Regions from separate parts of the Mus musculus genome. Here region 2 is linked to region 1. The links are chromatin contacts, called in public promoter capture Hi-C maps. All regions are on one chromosome and are shown on one strand. The core of a region is the stretch at or near the end of the contact, and the rest is flanking DNA. Distances in the headings are between cores, read along the strand shown. Region 1 holds the start of Ifi203 (interferon activated gene 203). Region 2 holds the start of Ifi205 (interferon activated gene 205).

Region 1 (6,482 bases), core at 3,949-6,448:
CTTGACTAAGATCTAACCTAACATCTCTAAGATGCAGGCTTCTACATAAATATTAGATCATATTTCTTATCAGAAAAGATATTAGTGAAAGTGTTAGATTGTTAATTGGGTATTACATTTATTTTATTTAAATAACTTTTTTCAAATTTTACCTTATTTTCTAGTTTTTCTACCATGTTCTAATCTATCTCAAAACTGATTATTATTTTATTTACCTCCAATACAAAGGATGTCTATTCTGAAATATGTCAAACTTATTTGTAAGAAAGGATTTCTTAAAATCAGCAAATTTTATATCAAATTTGTATATATTCCAAACGTTTCAACCCCTATATTTCCCAAGGTACACAATGGATATGGGGCATATCAGCTGTGATCATACAGGGAGTTAGCAAGTTTGGGAAGCCTGGAGAAAGGGTGAGTGCTCACTCAGGGTTTCCCCTATTACCTTTTGCCTTCTCTGTTTTAAGTTTTTTAGCAAGGTCTTTAAGATCTTTTATGTGCTCACACACTTTTATCAGTTTGTCTAGTCCAGCATCTTTGGGGAACTTGTCCTCAATCCAGTCCGCCAGCTGAATCCTATCATAATCTTCTTGCATTTTTTTAGTAAGTTTTAGTTCTTTTCTTAGTAAGGACTTGACTGTCCTAAACTGATAGTCCTCCATGTTCTCTAATCCTTTTAGAAGAACAATATTCTTGTATTCAGCCATCATCTCTCAAATTATAGATTAACCTAAAAAAAATTAAAGACACAGGATTACAAAATATTCAGACATATTCAAGACAGGATATTCTCATGTGAGTGAACAACCATTAATAATGTAGTGTATAATTGTGTGTGATAAAGAGAGTTAAAGACAAGGTGCACCACTGTACAAAATATATGTAGAACTTCTGTATTAATAAACAAGTCTAGGAAAAATCTCCCCCTTAACTATTAAGTGATTTAGGTCACTGGCAGTTGTGGTAGGGGAAAGGGTTGAATCAGTAATTGTAGTGTTTAAAGTACAGGTTATAAGTGCTAAAATACTTCTTTCATTCTTTATTGGTGTTGAAGCACCTGAATGAACAATGGCTGAAGTCTCATGGCCTATGCTATGCTAAGGCACTGACCCTTGTCTATTAGGCTTTGCCCCAAACACCTCTCTTTAGAATTCTGTCTCACCTGGAGTTGGATTGCATTTGATGGATCCTTTCTGCTCATAAAACTATCAATTTCCCAACCATCTACATACTTTTCAGAGTCTAGCTGTAGAGTTCACTTGATGGAATTATGTCAACAGTTTCTTTTTTTCTTTCCTCTTTCTTTCTTTCTTTCTTTCTTTCTTTCTTTCTTTCTTTCTTTCTTTCTTTCTTTCTTTCTTTTTTTTTTTTTTTGAGACAGGGTTTCTCTGTGTAGCCCTGGCTGTCCTGAAACTCACTCTGTAGACTAGGCTGGCCTTTAACTCAGAAATCTGCCTGTGTCTGCCTCCCAAGTGCTGGGATTAAAGGCATGCTCTACCACTGCCCAGCGTCAATAGTTTCTTGATTGTATCCTTTCAAGCTTTGCCTTAGTGAGTCTTACTTGTACATAGTCACTATTTTCTACCTACTATCTTTAAATCCTCTCAAAATGTTTAATAATTTCTTAATTTATTAAAAATATCCCTTCATCCTGAAATATATTGGAAGCCCTTCAATAATCTATTTATGTTTATTTTTATTCCTGAGATCATATGTTTCAAAATATACAGCATTCCTTCCACTGTCAATATTTATGATGTAGTTGATTTCTTTTTCATTGCTTGGAAAGCCATTCTCACATTTCTTTCTCTGGATACATTCATAAACTTTGAAAATCTAAGAGTTAAATCAGGTGGAGAATGGAAGAGCAGGGTAGTGGAAGGAATGGAGGGAGGGGTAACTAACACTATTTACATTTCAAAAAAGTTCATACCAAAATCTACTACTGTAGAAGATTCCTTATATATTTATATACACATTAATGTATATATACATATATGTATATATGTGTATATATGTATACACACATATAAGTATGTATACACACACATCAGAAGCCATGCTGCAAACCCTGGGAATGGTGCAATGGTTTTGTTTTGTGACTAGAGCTTCTTATGGCAAGGCCCAGATAGATTCAGTTCCATTGACAAGGACCTTTGGATTTACTGTACCTACTATGGACTCCTGCTCCAATCCTAGGGAGCTCCTATGCTTCAGTTCCTCCTGGCTTTGGCAGTATGGTAAGGTTTAGTTTCACTTTGTCAGTCATGGTTACAGCTGAATTTATGATGAGCCTGGAACTTTTTCTTAAAACAAAAAACTGTTTCCCCTGGCTCTCTCTTGCTGCCTCTACAGTCATCCTGAGCAAGCATCAGGAATTCAATAAAGTTAATGACCCTGGCTTACTGAACTGTTCTACAAAAGATATAACTATATTCCAAGAACTTAGGAGACAGTTTCTTTTAAAAAATGACAGTACCAATTTATAGAACAAATAACAAAGAAATAAAGGGCATAAAAGGTCAGACTTTCCCCCAATGCCAGAAAATCAACAAAGGAATCTAAATCTCCCATTCCCTTGGAGGTAAAAGTACATGTAGAACCTGCCAGAGAGAATAGAAACTTTTTTCCAAGAGTTAAGAGTTAGGGATTAATCACTATCCTTCTGAGAATGTATCAAGAATAGGACCACAACTATTTCACACAAAAATGATATGTAAGCAATAGAAATTAAATTTATACTTTTATCTATATAGGTTACTATATATATATATATATATATATATATATATATATATATATATATATATCCCAAAATCTTCCATAACGATATAGATGTCACATCCTTGAGTCATAGAATACAGGAAAATCAGTTTAACTGACCCAGAAGCTACATTCTAACTATGCACACTTTGTTGTGCACACTATGCAGAGGAACACAATCAGCAATCTTACCCTTCTGCTCAGAAATACTTTATAAAGAGGGGGAAGAAAAATTCTAGTAGTCAGGGGTGGCAGATGACTACAGGGGCACAGTGTTTGCCAAACTCCACTGGGAAGTAGCACATGTGAGCTCAAAACAGTTGTGAAGCATCCTGAGCCTTGTGCACGTTTATGCAAGACAAAAATCACAGAAGGAAGTTAGGAGGGGAGTGGGCATTGGACACTAAGTCCCATAACGAGCTAAGGAAGTTTTGACACTTGATAGCTGCTGAGGAAAAAAAGAACCATTCTTATTAAAGGCATATGAGGCCTCTATTTGGTTGAACAGAAACTGTCCTTGATGGGTTTAAAAAACAAAAGGAAATACCGAGTTTAGTGGGTAGGGTAGACAGTATGTCCCTGGAAGGGATTATGGAAGGGGGTAGAGGGTGAATATAAGCAAAATGCACTTATCAAAGAAAATACGGTTCTCCTATAATGAAAATTTCAAACTTGAGTAGGTGCACCTAAAAGGAAGTACATCACCAACGTTGACGGACAGATGGAAGAGAACATAAAGAACATCACAGGTGAAATAACAGTAGCAGAAGCAAAACAAAACTCTGCTGATTGCCACTCTACCCGGGGGGACCTAACCAGTCCAATGACAAGGTCTGCCAATTGTTATTTAAGAAATTTACCTATAGGTTGTTCATAAAAGATTCCCCAACAGTGGAGAAATCTAAAATTAAATTCTCTAGAAACTAAAGAACATCCTATTTATCTACATTAGTGGAGCTTTAATAGAACCGAAGGCAAAACTATTATTAAATACCACAGAAAGATAAACTCTCCCATCTTAGAAGAACGTAGTTTTAACTATGGATTTATCAGTTAATAATAGTGCATGTTCTTCGTCATTATTTCACAGCTCTATTGAAACATGAATATATCTTCACACAAGTACACGTATCCATGCACATACATATACATCACATACATTCAATATCTGTGAGAGCACACAAATCTGTAAATTTTTTAAAAAGATAAAAAGGAGAACCCACAGGTTTACAGTTAATATGACAGTGTAGTCATTACTAAGTTAGTAGGGTAAAAAGATCTGGAAAAATTTGGAAAGTTTGAGCAGGATAACTGAGAAACTTAGCAAGATAGGTCTAATCCAGGTACAAATCTCAAATTGACATTTAAATTACAAAGTTTGAGTACACACGGAGTCCTATGCCAGAGGATACAGAAAGCCTTTAAAATATCCTAAAAGTAGACAAAATAGACAACAGAAATGATTGTATTTAACTGACCTTCATAGTCCCTATATTTTATGACAACAAAATAAAAACAAAAATAAATAAAATTTAGCCTATCACAAAGAATAACTTTCATGATGACAAAAAGTTTCTCTCAGTGACTAAATACTATTCTTACTCCCTTTTTTGAAGGGGAGAGAAAGAAAGAGTTACATATGCATATTGAAACAGGAAGTATTTGAATAACTGTATTTGTGATTCTTAGGAAAGTTTTACTGCACATGTCCACTAGTTCTCATGCTGTCTAATATTAAAATAAGACCAGATGATGAAGCTCATTGTTCAAATGCATGTTTTCACTGAATATTATATCACAGTAAATTTTTATATCACTAACCTGTCTTTTACTCAGTCCAGCCACCAGATTCCCGTGCACCGCCCAGCCCAGGCTACTGAAGCCTTCTTGTTTTCCATTTATTGACTTTATACTTAGGAAGCTAATTTTATAACCTGCACTAATCAAAGCTCATGTTTTCTTACCACAAGCTCGAGGGATGGAGAAAGAAAGATGCTGTCATCTTCCTGAATGTGGTATCAGAACCTGTTGCAGCAGGTTCACTGCCCTGCTGGCAGCTGAACAATCTGTGCTCTCCCCACCAGCCACTGGGAAGAACCACACTGATCCCCTATGTTCTTGTGGGTTTCATGGAGCTATCTCTTCTATATATAAAAGGGGAGAGACTTACCTCAGTGAAATTTCTCAGCAATGTTCAGATGATAAATCTTCAGCAAGTCAGGAAATGGGGTTTCTCTGTTTTGAGTAGAAAGAGAAATGACTCAAAAAAGTACACCAGAATGCATTGCAATCTCATTAAATGCTGAGAAAATGTAGTATTTACAAAATAACAGGGAGGGGGGCAAGAGAACTGGTTAAAGTAAGTTCCTAGCTTGAGCAGGGCTGGATGTCTTACAGTGTGCTGTCTTCCTGGGGAGACTTAAGATGAAATTGGGCTCCTCCCAGCACTGTTCATAGCTTTCGATTTCCCCAGCTCTTAAAATAGAGCACTTTATTTCCTGTTATTAATGTAATTTCTAGAAAGAAGCATACACACACACACACACAGGAGAGAGAGAAATTGCAACACTGCATGTTTTATGTCTAGTAGACTTACAAGTGGGTCACTAGGAATCACTCTCATCTGAAAGAAGATGAATCACAAGGAGATACAAGCGAGTCACTCAGCCACCTCACCCTTCTTTGTTTGTTCAATATGAAAGTGGTCAGAGGGGAGCTCCTCAGAGTCTGTTGTTCCTTGGAATTGATGAAGCCTGCTACCTTAGCTGTAATACTTTTGTTTCATGCCTGCCAGCTTGTTTGACACAAAAGCAGCTTGACTGTAGGCACAGCCAGTAATGGGGAATGCCAGGGCCAGGAAGCCAGTGTGGGTTGGTTGATGAGCAGATGGAGGGAGGAGGGGATAGGGAGTCTTCAGTGGGGAAACCAGGAAAGGGGATAACATCCTAAATGTAAATAAAGAAAACATCTAATAAAAAGAAAAAGAAAAAAGAAGATAAAAACATTTTAAAATTAAAAGAAAAAGTTTGACTGAAAGAAAGGTCAAGTTGACCATATTCTGAGGCTTAAATAGTCGTCATCATCATCAGAAATTACCAATCCATAGCCTTCACTCAGAGCAAAGAAAGATAGAGGACAGCTTGAAAAAAAAAAGACTTGGAAAAAGGTTGACCACCCTACAGCCCTCCCCTCACCCGCTTATGAGCTCATTATGATTTTCTGCCTATATAAACTGACCCTGGAAAATAGCTCTTGTATCTGAGCTGAGCCCCTGTTCAATCAGTCTTAGGGTGTGTGTTCAATAAACCAGCCCTGTTTAACTGAGATCCGTTTCTGGGTGCTTTGTGCTGTGATCTGCAGACCACAACAGTACTTGCTTGAACATTTCCTGAATAGGGAAATATCTGTGATGGATCACTTTTGGTTTAAGCACTTTCCAAAGCATCCATTCATTCATTAGTGGTTCCTAGGCCATATTTTCCCAGAGCATAGTGTTATGAGAAACATACAACTGCAACCTCAGCTTAAAAAAAAAAAAGTAATTGGGCAGTAACTGCCCTCTGTACTATAGCTTCACTGTCCTCTATAAGTGATTAAGAAAATGACCCCTGAGAGATTTTTAATGGGAAAAGACAGCAGATTGTGGGCTATGTAGTGCCAGCAGATGAAGCCTTGGAAACTCAAGGAAAAAAGCTGAACATCTGGTAGCTTCAGAG
Region 2 (6,308 bases), core at 3,282-5,781, 89 kb after region 1:
GAAGTCTTGCCTCTTTCAGATGCTAACATGTGGCTTGTAGTTGATGTAGGTGTTGCAGGACTTGCTTCTTGCCTATTTATTTCCAGTGATGTTTCTTCTGTTACTAGGATAGGGAGATTATTTTTATCACAACAAATGCATAAAAAAGAAAGCCAGCATTTAGCAAAATAGATGGTCTAGGGACCATCAGTATTTCTAGCATTTCCTCTCTGCTGCATTTATATCGATGCTAAGTCCATAGCTTACTCTAGCGACATAGCACCAAAGGCACAAGCTTTGATACCATCTCCCATTAGTCAGTTTTCCTTACCTGTCCCATAGAAAATGAGAAAATCCTTCATGTTTGTGATTCCCATGTACCTCAGCCAAGCTATCCTCATTCCCATTCTCCTACATTCTCTTAAAATACAAAATTTTATCACATTGATTTGTTTTGTGTATAATACACTCAAATAATAGATACAAGTAAAAGGAAATCTGACATAAACTTATAAAATGTGATTAAAACTTTCTAAAATTTATTACCCAACTCAATAATTTTATGAAAGGCAGTGCTGCCTCGTGCCTTCTTAGGGCAATGTTTAATCAAAATATATCCTTATTTTTGTTAATAAAGAGGATAAATAGATTAGTATTCTTAATAGAACTGGTGAGATGATTTATATATATATATTTAAATATAACATAATTTTTTATTTGGAATTTCTTACTTTTGAACATCTATGTTACATCTGAAACCCCAATCTTTGATCAACTTCTATTTTTGTCTTTAATGCATGCATCAAATATACTCCATAAATTATAAATAACCACTGGAAGATGAACGTCCTCAGCAGCCAATCCAAATGACCAATATGGCCATGGTCTTTGAGGTGTAAACCGGAGATATGACAGCTATGTGTGGACTTCAAGGTTATGAAGGGAGTAGAGACAGTAAGACACAGGTGGGATAGGGGTTGTTTGTTCCATGTTACCTTCTGATCTCTCTTTTTTAAGAATTTCAGCACGTTTTTTAAGAGTTGGTACACGTTCACAAAAGTTGATCAGTCTGTCCAATCCAGCATCAGCTGGAAATTTCTTTACCATCATGTTAGCAATCTGAAACGTGGTATATTTCTCTTGGTTGTCTTCTTCCAGATTTAAATCTTTGACCATCAATGACTTAAATAAATTGAATTGATGCTTATTGATACATTCAAGTCCTTCCAGCAGAACAAGTCTCTTATATTCATTCTCCATCTTTCAAGTTGTTGGTTATACTAGAAGAAAAAGTTCGCATATATTGTACATGTATTCAGAAATTTTTTAAAAAGACATGATTATGGGAATGAATGAGCTATGTGGAAATACTGCACATAGGTATGTTCACAGAAAGAGAGCATCATAGTAGCTGTTTATGTTACAAGGAATATTGGAAAACAATTGCCTTACTAGAAAAACCTTTAAAATGATCTGTGTTATTAATAATGATAGCTGAGTTGGGTCAAGTGTAGTTGTGATGAATAGTTGTCTGGAGATATGCCTCTGTGCAAGAACTTGGGAGTGTTGGCTTGTGGCTTCTCTTCTCTTCCTTTTAGGTACCTGAACCTTTCCCTTGTTAACTGTCTGTCAGATCCTGACTCCTTGTACCAAAGGTGTAGTGGATTATCTTACACAAACATACTCAAAAGAAGATTTGAGATTGGATGGGGGGAATGTGTTGAGGGAAGAAATTGGGGAGTTGGTGTAAGTTACAAAGTGATTTGATTTTTTACTTTAAACCTGGATTAAATGGTTAGGAATAAAGAAAAATTAAAAATTACTAAACATACATTCTTAAAAATGGTTCAGTTTTTCAAATCTTCAGAGTAAGTTGCATAAAATTATATAAATATTTAAATAAAAGCTATAGTGATATATAATGTTATATGCAGATCAATGTTTATTATTAAACAGAGAAGAAATAAATTCTAAAAAGAATTCAGAGAAACAGGAAATGTAACCCACTGTTGGAAGAAATATAATTTAGTGTGAACACATGATAGAAAATAATATAGAAATACTTTAAATACAAAAAGAACAACCAGTGTGTTCCACTCCTTTCAAAAACTAGTTATATAACCAATGGAGATGAAACAGCCATACACAGAAAACAATTACACTTGCATATTTGTTGCATTATTAATCACAATAGCTGAAACACAGAATAAAGCTAAATATCTTTTATTGGATGAGTTATAAAGAAAATGAGAACCCAGGTAGCATGGTACATGTATGAAAGTCCACTATTGGGGAAGTAGAGAGAGAAGGGTCAGGAACACACGCTCATTCTTGATTGTGAGACCCTATTACAAAAATGAAAACAAACAAAACAAAACAAACAAAACAGTTGCATGGAAAGTAGACATTAAGAGGTCAGGGAGAAGTATCTGCTGTGCAAGCCTTATAGCCTGAGATTAGATCCCCGGAACTTTTATAAAGAAACAACTTCTCAAATTTGTTCTGTGATTTCCACATACATACTGAGATTAGTATATAACTGCTCACTCCCCTACAAAACACACATCAAGTATTCATTAGCCATTCACAGCAATGAATTTCTGCCATTTGGAGTTTGAATGAGTTTGAACGAAACTGGAGATAAATATTTTCAGTAAAACATGGCAGATAAAGGGACACAAATACATCATGTTTCAGTTGTTTACAAAAATAAACTTTGCAGAATGAAATGGAAGAGTGGTCAATAGAGATGAGGAAGAGGCAGCGACAGGGGAAACATGAAGAAGTTTAATAAAGGACATCAAAACACACCATAAGTCTCATCCCATAATATGAAATTCTAACACATACAATTAGTGATTTTTGAAGATGTGGAAGTGCTTGTTACTTGGACTAGACTACTACCCATTATATATGCACATTGATTTTATAGTATGCCTTATAAAGGTCTATAAGGTAGAAAAATAATAACTCTTTTAAAATAAAAATATAAAAGTATATAGCATTTAGAAGGCAGGGATTGTTAAAAATCTCTAAATTTGAGGCCATCGTGGTCGACATAGTCAGTTCTAAGCCGAGCAATGTTACATAGTGTGAGACCTTGTCAAAAAAAAATAAAAATAAAACAGATCAAAACAAAACAAAAGCACAAAATGAGACAATTTTTAAAGTGGTTTAGAAAAAAAAGAATACCTTGGGATTGCTGACAAAATACTATTTAATGGATTTCAAAAATATTAGAAAAATTTGATGCTGAAAGAGTAATTTAAAGACACCAAAATCCTCCATTAATATAGCTAAGGACCATCCAAGAAATTATCATAAAACCTGGAGGCTCACTGCTTAGTAGTGAAAGATTTCAAACCAAGAAAAGTGAAACCATTTTAATTATATAATTACCAAATTATAACAGATTTTAGTTTTATAACTACATTACTCCCATGACAGTAAATAGTACTATGTAGTAAAATACAAAATTAATCATAGACATTTAACAGGGACATGGTAGTGGATGTTTATGATTCAAGGGCTGCAGAGGCAGAGGCAGAGGCAGAGGCAGAGGCAGAGAGTATAAGTTTGAGACTGGCCTCAGCTATGCACCACTTTCCAGGCAAACCAGGATTCAATAATGAAATTATTTTTCAAACAACAATAATAATAACAAGCAATAACATAAATTTAAACAAATACGACACTGAGTAATCATGACTATGGTTTCAAATTTATGCATATCTCAACTACTGAAAATTTAAGCAAAGCACGATAAAAAATTTGAAACATTTGAGAAAAAAATAGTAACAGTGAACAAGTTTAACTTTAGCCCACTAGAGTTCACCTCCAGAGTGGAATGAAGAACAGAGTATGGCAAATATTGTCTCTAACATCTCATACATAAGGGAGCTAGGAGGAGAGCTAAACATAAAAATGTCAAGACACTCTATTTAAATAACTTTATTCACAAAACTGGAACATTTTCTTCTATAGGATAATGAGTTTTCATGTTTTGTATAAATCTCAGTTTTGTATATTCACAAAACTAGATACTATATTCATGTTGAAGTGTGGTTTTCATTTAACATTATTTTAGTTATCATTTTTCTCATTTCTGTCTGGTCTTTTACACAGTCATTCACCACAAACACCTTGCTCCCATGCCTTCTCTAGTGAAGATAGTTGAAGACCAGTGTTAAACACTAACTCATGAAAAGTTATGGGAATAGGGATGGCATCTTTATTCTGTCATCTGCCATCTTCCTAGTGAAGCATCAGAAACCAGCTACAGCAGGTTCAAGGCTGTGAGTGCAGCTGGTACTAGCCCTGGCTACCGCCCCCCCCCCAACTCCAATACTGATTTTTTTCTATGTTCCTTTATATTCCACAGATAGATATGATCATATATTTAAGAAACAGACAGGACTCACCTCCCTGGAATTTCGGCAGCAATGTACAGGTGCTGAGATCTTCAACAACAGAAGTGGCCTGCTTGGTTTGAGTAGGTAGGCAGATAATTCAGTAACTGAGAAAGTGAAAAATGGGGTATAAATGAAGACACCAGTGGTTAGGACACTCTCAGAGTTGTTTCACTTCTTGAGCAGCACTGGGTGTCTCTCACTGTGCTGTCTCCCTCGGGTGAGGAGTGCTGAAATAGCCAGGCCTCCTCCCAGTTTTGTTCATAGCTTTCAATTTCCCTGGCCTGGGAAACCTCTTAGCTTCCCTTAAACACTGTGGTCACTATGGGAAAAAAAAATCACAGCTTAGTCAGGCTCACATTCTTTTCTGTTGAATCTCACTAAATAAGAAAGTCCTAACCTTTTGACTTTTGTAGCAGTCATATATACACTGGCCACCAGACACAAAACTCACATACATGGTGTACCCAGATCAAGGTGTTAAAACTCCCTGACCAAGGTTCTTCTGCTCTACTTAGATAGGAGTCATGGACCGCTGAGTCGGAGTTTTTATTGCAATAAAGTACTCAAGGCCTAGGAAATAGTCTAACACATCCAGGATTTACAAGCACCAAACCCTTCAGAAGTTAGAGAGGTTTTGGATTGGAGATTTATGGTTCTGGGATTTAACCACAACTGCCAGCTCAGAATTTGGGAGTTTATAATCAACTTCTGGAAGCAGCAGGTGAAAGATAGTAACAAACAGGAAGTGCCTTTGTGATTCTGGGACCTTGAGAGTGGCTGGTGTCATATCTCATTGACTGAGGTGCTAGAATTCTTGGCCCTTAAGGACTGGTAGCTGTTCGGTATGCACCTGGAAGTCAGTCAACAGTATCTCAGGCTTCAGCTCTTCATAGCCCTGCTTGTCTTTATCCCTGACACCTCTATGCCACTTCCACCACTCTATTTTCTCTCTCTCTTTTTTAAATTATTCTTTTATTTTACACTTCAGATTTTATTCCCCTCCTGGTCTACCCTCTTATTATTTTACATCCCATACCTCCTCACTGCTCCCCTGACTCCATGAGGATGTCCCCTCCAACCCCAACCCCACCAGATCTCTAAACTCCCTGGGTACTCCAGTCACTTGTGGGTTAGGTACATCATCTCTGACTGAAACCAGTCCTGGCAGTCCCCTGCTGTATGTGTGTTGGGGGCCTCCTATCAGCTGGTGTATGCTGCCTGGCTGGTGGTCCAGTGTCTGAGAGATCTCGGGGGGGTTAGGTTAATTGAAACTGCTGGTCCTCCTACAGGGTCACCCTCCTCCTCATCTTCTTCCAGCTTTTCCCTAATTCAACCTCAGGGGTCAGCAGATTCTGTTCATTGGCTGCCTACCAATATCTGCATCTGACTAGCTGCTTGTTGAGTCTTTCAGAGGGCAGTCATGATAAGTCCCTTTTTGTGAGCGCTCCATAGCCTCAGTAATAGTGTCAGGCCTTGGACCTCCCCTTGAGCTGGATCCCACTTTGGGCCTGTATCTAGATCTTCTTTTCCTCGGGCTCGTCTCCATTTCCATCTCTGCAGTTTTTCCAGACAGAAAAAATTATGGGTCAGAGTTTTGACTGTGGAATGGCACTCTATTCTCTTCTGATCATTGTTTTCTTACCTTTCTTATGGTTACCAGTTTAGTTCTCTCTACCAGGTAGAAACAAAAGGCAAGAAAAGGCTAGTTGAGTGAAACTTTTAATGGAGCCTAATATTATAATAACATGGCTTAAACTAGGATAAGTTTTCCACTTACTCAAAAGTGAGTGGATGTCCTGTTTGCAGCCAAGAAAATTTGTACCAATCAGGGTAAATCTGCAAGCAACTGAAAGACTGTCTTTCCACCAACCAAGGCACAGTACCTTAAAGCCAACAAGAAACTGTACTTCTTCCAAT

What was found. Promoter capture Hi-C pulls out the DNA fragments that hold promoters and counts their contacts.
Region 2: a contact with region 1 is called in a promoter capture Hi-C map of macrophages, with 10 read pairs. The contact joins the promoter of Ifi205 here to the promoter of Ifi203 in region 1. A contact is called at or near these places in 2 of 39 promoter capture datasets (the C10 cell line and macrophages), 1 of 115 datasets of contacts at active chromatin or transcription factors (CD8 T cells) and 3 of 9 other capture datasets (adipose tissue, liver and pancreatic islet).

What each region holds. Positions count from the first base shown.
Region 1 is chr1:173,937,294-173,943,775 of GRCm38.p6, forward strand. Ifi203 (interferon activated gene 203) reads right to left here and starts at 5,199. Exons shown (of 10, transcript NM_001302649.1): 1 at 5,162-5,199; 2 at 4,937-5,001; 3 at 449-733. The coding sequence starts at 713.
Region 2 is chr1:174,027,224-174,033,531 of GRCm38.p6, forward strand. It overlaps Ifi205 (interferon activated gene 205), which reads right to left and starts at 4,532. Exons shown (of 7, transcript NM_172648.3): 1 at 4,401-4,532; 2 at 975-1,259; 3 at 1-103. The coding sequence starts at 1,239.